Linked DNA regions of Mus musculus: region 2 is linked to region 1. A link is a contact called in public promoter capture Hi-C data. All regions are on one chromosome and are shown on one strand. Each heading gives the region's core, a stretch centred on a gene start, on an enhancer-like site or on the middle of the called end of the contact. The rest is flanking DNA. Distances are from core to core; before and after follow the strand shown.

Evidence for each region. Promoter capture Hi-C pulls out the DNA fragments that hold promoters and counts their contacts.
Region 2: a promoter capture Hi-C map of liver shows a contact between it and region 1. The contact joins the promoter of Galnt15 here to the enhancer-like site in region 1. A contact is called at or near these places in 4 of 39 promoter capture datasets (the HPC-7 cell line, embryonic stem cells, liver and 1 more), 1 of 15 datasets of contacts at CTCF or cohesin (the NIH/3T3 cell line), 6 of 484 Hi-C or Micro-C datasets (cardiomyocytes, cerebral cortex, embryonic fibroblasts and 2 more), 6 of 115 datasets of contacts at active chromatin or transcription factors (embryonic fibroblasts, embryonic midbrain, embryonic stem cells and 3 more) and 4 of 9 other capture datasets (adipose tissue, liver, macrophages and 1 more).

Annotation. Positions count from the first base shown.
Region 1 is chr14:31,992,724-31,995,832 of GRCm38.p6, reverse strand. No RefSeq gene overlaps it. Among named protein-coding and RNA genes, the nearest start is that of Galnt15, 35 kb to the left of the region's middle. Within about 2 kb of position 1,827, at least 30 of the 459 cell types and tissues checked have an H3K27ac peak or open chromatin away from gene starts, as enhancers often do. A contact at or near this core is called in extraembryonic endoderm stem cells, liver and muscle stem cells, where this site is marked.
Region 2 is chr14:32,027,750-32,030,863 of GRCm38.p6, reverse strand. Galnt15 (polypeptide N-acetylgalactosaminyltransferase 15) reads right to left here and starts at 1,761. Exons shown (of 10, transcript NM_030166.3): 1 at 833-1,761. The coding sequence starts at 1,371.

The DNA.
Region 1 (3,109 bases), core at 578-3,077:
ACAGATGGTTGTGAGCCACCATGTGGTTGCTGGGAATTGAACTCAGGACCTCTGGAAGAGCAGTCAGTGCTCTTAACCGCTGAGCCATCTCTCCAGTCTGAGCTTGCTATCTCTTGTAAGTCAGATCTTGATTGAGCAGCAAAAGAGGTTTTATTTTAAAAATTAGTAGATAGATGATGTACTGGCTAGTTTTGTGTCAACTTGACACAGCTGGAGTTATCACAGAGAAAGGAGCTTCAGTTGGGGAAATGCATCCACGAGATCCAGGTGTAAGGCATTTTCTCAATTAGTGATCAAGAGGGGAGGTCCCCTTGTGGGTGGTGCCATCTCTGGGCTGGTAGTCTTGGGTTCTATAAGAGAGCAGGCTGAGCAAGCCAGGTGAAGCAAGCCAGTAAGGAACATCCCTCCATGGCCTCTGCATCAGCTCCTGCTTCCTGACCTGCTTGAGTTCCAGTCCTGACTTCTTTCAGTGATGAACAGCAATGTGGAAATGTAAGCTGAATAAACCCTTTCCTCCCCAACTTGTTTCTTGATCATGATGTTTGTGCAGGAATAGAAACCCTGACTAAGACAGATGATGATGATCAATAGATGATAGATTGAAAGATGATAGATAGATAGATAGATAGAGCTGGAGAGATACTTTGGTTGGTACATTGCTAGCTTTGCAAGCATAAGGACATAAGTTTGAGCCACAGAACCCATGTAAAAAAACCCAGGAAGCTAAAATGGCAGGAAACATTCTCCTGAAAACAGCCTGGTGGGACGGGGATTCTCTAAATATCAGCTTATCTTTCGTCTTTTTATGAATCTGTTTTGATTTAAAGTACAGAGTGGGACCATTTCATTAGCCAGACTTAGATCATGCAGGCTCCTTCTGTTAAGGGAAGGAGAAAGGTCTCCTCAGACTAGACTCTGGAGAAAAGAAACCCTGGCTCAAGGAAGAAAGAAAGACGTAGAGGAAAGATAAAGATGCAAGGGAAGGCAGAGGAGGGAGGGAGGGAGGGAGGGAGGGAGGGAGGGAGGGAGGGAGAGAAAGAGATCAGGATTGTTTACTCTGCTCTTCCAAAGCAGGGCATTGAGTGCAGGAGATTGAACTGAGCTCAGAGGCCAAACCCTTTGCAACCAGCATAGATCCATTCATGAAGGAAGCCCTCAAAGATCCCAACTCCTAACCCTGTTGCATTGGGGACTATGTTCCCGTCGTGCCCTTTGGGGAGACACATTCAAAACACAGCAGGTAGTAAAAAACAGTTTGAAAACCTTTACAGAGAATTTCATGGATAGAAGATCATATGAGCTACATTAGTGACAAAGCTGAAAAACTTTACAGTTAAGCAAGTTTGATGCTAGCTGGCTTAAATAGCAGAGAGAATCCTGTTTAACACTCTGTGATGGGTTAGCTTTGCCCATCGGACACAGCCTATACCGACCTTGGAAAAGAGTCACAATCCAGGATTGTCTACCTTGGGTTGGTTTGAGGCTGTGTGTTGTGTAACAGTTTCATCCGAGATTGAAACATTCCATCCCACAGGGAAGCTTCCTTAATCAGGAAGGTAAACAACTCAAAATAGCTTCGGGAAGTCTGAAACTGACCAGATCCAATAATCCCTCTCTGTCTGAATCAGCAGTCAGAACTGAGAGCTGAGACAAGCCAAACTCGGAAGATGGCTCAAAGATCAGAGCAGCTGCCTGGAAGAGCTTTAGACGAACTGGGAGACCTAGAAGGACACGCTCCAATTTAACTGCCTTCAGGCTGCGCAGCATATCCCAGCCTCCCTGCTTTGTGGGAATCTGGGGTGGGCTTTGGTTATGCAGCTGTCTTTGAATCATTTCTGCTCCTGTAAGGAACCCCAATATGAATCACTAAGCAGGACTTTGGTGGTACTCATACTTAGGTCTGTTGTGGGTGGATAGGCTTGTGTGTTGCATCTCTGAAGGAAAAGTTATGTCAGACAACAACATGTCTATGGGGGTGGGGGATTACCTTAATAAAGTTAATTGATGTGGGAAGATCCAGCCCACTTTGGCAGAATCTAGGCAGGGGTCTCAGGGGGCCAGGAATAGACACACAAACCACTCAGTCACCAATCTCAGTCAGGTGGGGATGGTGTGTTGAACGCACACTCCAAGACTGATTAATCAGACATGCAGTCAGAAGTCAGGATCTAAAACTGCGACCACACACAATCCTCAGAACCAGTTTTTATATGGGAAAAACAGCTGAACAAGTGCATTTGTGACATTTACAACATATAGGCTGTCTAGACCAAGCAGCACTGTCTGACGCTTAAGCTGATAGTCTGGGTCTAGAGGCAAGGAAGCTAGGGGTTTTAGGGCCCAAGAATTACTGAAGGAAGATCCCAGACTCAAATAGTATGCACAGGTAAAGAACATTTATTCTACAGATATTAGCAGTATGAAGGGGTCAACCATTCATCAAAATGGCAACCCCTTAGGGGATTGCAGGCTCCTTTTTAGACAGGGCTAGGGGAATTTTCTAGAAGGGTTAGGTAGCCTCTAATATAATTGATAGGGGGCAAAGCGGTGACATTAGTACAATTCTGATTGGTTGCTAAGTTAGTTTCATTATATTTGGTGAGACCTTGAAGAATTTTAGAAACCAACTCTGTTCTGGCCTTGTTATCTCCTCCAACTAGATGTCCCAGGAGCTGACTCAGATCCAGACCTGTCCTCCCTAAGTCAGGGTCAGCAATGACTAAATGCCCATTGTCAGTGCCTCATACTGGGGGGCCTAGCTTGCTTGCCTGGGAATTGAAAACTTTTTATTCCCTAGGTTTTTGGACCTTTCAGGGGATCTCCAGAGTCCACCAGGCTCTGAGGCTTGGTGACAAATTACAAGTTGTTTTTGTCAGGGCAAGGAACAGTAAGTCAAGTTAAGGTCACGAGTTACAAAATGAAGCTACAAGATGACAATATGGCAGAGCTATTGTCAAGTTTTAATATTTAACAGTCATAAATTGTAAAAAGTGGAGAAAATGAATTGAGCCCAAGCAAGCATGCATGAGGCAAGCTGTTCCAAGTTCCTCCCTATATTTCCTGATCGTTACAGACTGCAGCCTAAAAGTGTAGACCAAAAGACACCTTC
Region 2 (3,114 bases), core at 512-3,011, 35 kb before region 1:
TCTGCATGTCACATACATCTAGAAGCTTGAATCCTGGGGTGGGGCGCCCTGCAGGCTGAGTTGTAGGCAGTGCAACACACGAACTCTCAGGCATTGGAACTGTTCCTTTCTTGTAGGGACCAAGGAGAGGAGCAGAAAGTGACGCTACAGGCTCCCCTGGCACTTAAATGCCACAATTCAAATTTCTCCTTTGACACTTACTAGCTGCAGTGAGCAAGCTGCAGGGCCTCTCTGTGCCTTACTTTCAACTGTACAAACCAGGCGTGAGGCTAACATTCGTACAGTGCAAGTGGACTTTTCTAGGGCCTTATGGGTCTCACAGGGAAAGCTCTTAGATTAAAACCAGGCACAGGGCAAGAAGTACGTAGACATTTCTTGCAATTCTTGCATCTGCTTCTTTGACCCCAGATAAAGGTAAACACTAATAGTAACCCAACGTGAAGACTGCCCTGGAGTCAGCATGAGAGAGAGATGGAAGGTTCCTCGAAGCTTCTGCTCCCATCTCACTGTGTGACCTAGGGGGACTAAAGGCAGGCCTGGGAAGAGAATGAACGAATGAGATCGTCCCTCCCTCGGGACTTGTTAGTAGCTCATCAGTGACTCTGGGGCTTCTGACTGAGCAGGTCTGAGACAGGATTTGAGGATCTCCAATTCAGGCACTTCATCAGCCAGGCTGATATCTGGCCCCAGGGCCCACATCTTAAGGAGCACTGTCCTAAGGGAGCACTGTCCTAAGGATGGGAGAGGCAGACTGCAGAGTTGGCACCTGGGACTTTACTACCACTGAGTCACACGCTTAGACTGGAGAAGAGATGGCAGGGCCCTTACTTACAGTGGGTGTCGCACCTCGGGCAGGACTCTCCTCAGGGGCAGGCGGGCACTGAGTGGCTTGTTGAGGCCATCTGAGTCCGGGCCAAGTGGGGTCAGCACCTCTTCTGATTCCTCCCCATCCTCTTCGGTCCTCCAGTCCTTTTCCAGGGCTTCCTCATCCCATCTCCTGCTCCTGTGTTTGATGAACTGGTAGCTGCCCTGTCTCCTGCCCTGGCTCTGACTCCTCCTAGCTCTGGGTGAGGCCACGGCCACCAGCAGTTGATCCTCCTGCAGGGAGATGAAGGATGGCAGGCCATCCAAGAGACTGTACTCATCACCTTCAGTCTCAGCCTCCAGGACCCACTCCTGAGAGTCTCCAAAGTCCAGGCGGTACCCCGTGTCAGGGCTGTGTTTGCTGGCCTGAGCTGTGACAGCCTGGTGCAGGGTGGGCGGGGGAGGATGCAGCAGGATCACCATCATCAGGACACATCCCAGAGTCAGGAAGAGTAGGAGGAACTGAAGCCTGGAACGTCCACTCCTGGGTCGCTTCCTCGGGAGCATGTCGCAGCCACTCGCCACGAAGCAACAGGTCCTGATCAAGTTTGCTTCCTCCTTGCTATCCAGGTACCTTCAAGCTCGAAACTGAACCTGGGCTGTTCATTCCAGCTAAAAGGCTTTTTGCCATCCACCTGCACCTCTTATCCCACCAGACGTTTGCTAACGTCTATATGCTAACGTAGCATTTATAAGACCCACTGCCCTCTAGAATCAGAAAGCCACCAGAGCCTGGGCTCCTGGGTCCTCTCTGAGTGTTAGCTGTCTTCTGAGAAGGGTCTCCGGTTGTTGGCTCCTCTCTCACCCTGCTCTTGTCCATCCTGCTCTGGTGATTAGCCCATGTTCTTTCCCCCTCTGCATGAGTGGTCAGGTTCTACAAGCTGTCTGGGGCGAGTTGCTGGGGGATTCAGTCAAGCCAAGATGACAGACATCCTCCTTGGGATGCCTTGAGTCAGGTCAGAGCAACAGATGTAAAGCCGGCAGGCACGGTCGGGGTTTCCTTTCACACATACCTCCAGCTCTGCAGGAACCCTCTGCCAGATAGGACAGGGAGCCAAGTGTGCGTCTCGCTCCTGGTCCTAATGCCCCCGTGTTCCCAGGCTTTGCACAGCCACACAGCGTCACCCCAAGAGCCGATCCAAAACAGCAACCTCCCAGGAGTTCAGACTTGAGCACCATTCATAGGGAGGCATCCTCTCCCCACCCAGAAGAGCAGGAAGGAGAATTCCCTTCTGGTTTGGACAGGCTGCCAAGGTGACGCAGATGCCAGGAGCCAGCTGCCTGTCAGCACCTTCAATCTCCCAAGGCAATCTGCCTGGCTCCTTCCTGGGGCCCCACTAGCCTTTCCTTTCTAAAAGTGAGGAGCAGAGGGAGCCCTTGTAAGTCTGGCTACCTGGCTTCCTCAGAAGCACCTGGAGGCTGATGGAGGACAGGCATACTTCAAGCTCTTTCAGTCTTCAAACTCCATTTAGCTTGTACACACATAATGAGCAGCTGCCGGCCATATGCCCCCAACTGTTCCCTGGGCCAGGAGTATAACAGAGAATGAAGTCAAACTGGGACCTCCGGGTGCTTACATGACAGTGAGGGAGATGGAGAGATGGTCTGTTAGTGTCTGGAGGTCAGACTATGTCAAGGGCCAAGGGGGAGGGGCAGGGGGCGGGGGGCGGGGACGAGGCAGAGATGGGAGCTGGGGAATATGGGCTGGAGGTTAAAAATCAATCTGAAGTGGCACTGTGTGTTTCCTAGAAGAACCAGCATCTGTGTAATGGGGAGAGTCACAGAAGGAGTAACAAAGGCGAGGCTCTGAAAGGAGTGGGTCTGGTATAGGGAACAGCGGGCCAGAGCATAGCAGGCCAATCGCACTGTGATGGAGCCACTATAGGTGAGGAAGCACAAAGGAAGGGAGATAAGGAGGGCATGGTTGGAGCAGAGGCAAAAGGAGACATGACAGGAGGCAGAGCATGGTGGGCGGTGGATTACTGAGAAGTAAGGCATGCTGGGAGATGGAGCATAATGGGAAATGGGGCACAATGAGAGATGGCACAGGGCAGCGGGCATGACGGGAGGTGAAGAGCAGTCAGAGGCAGCGCAATGGGAGGGAGCATGGAGCAATGGGAGTGAAGGAAAACGGAGATGGAACATGGTTGTGTGACGGACACACGTCCCCAGAAAAGAATCCCACAGCAGACCAAAGTAATGACTGCACCAAAGTCGTTTGGTGGGTCATGAGTTTTAATTGGGGTTACT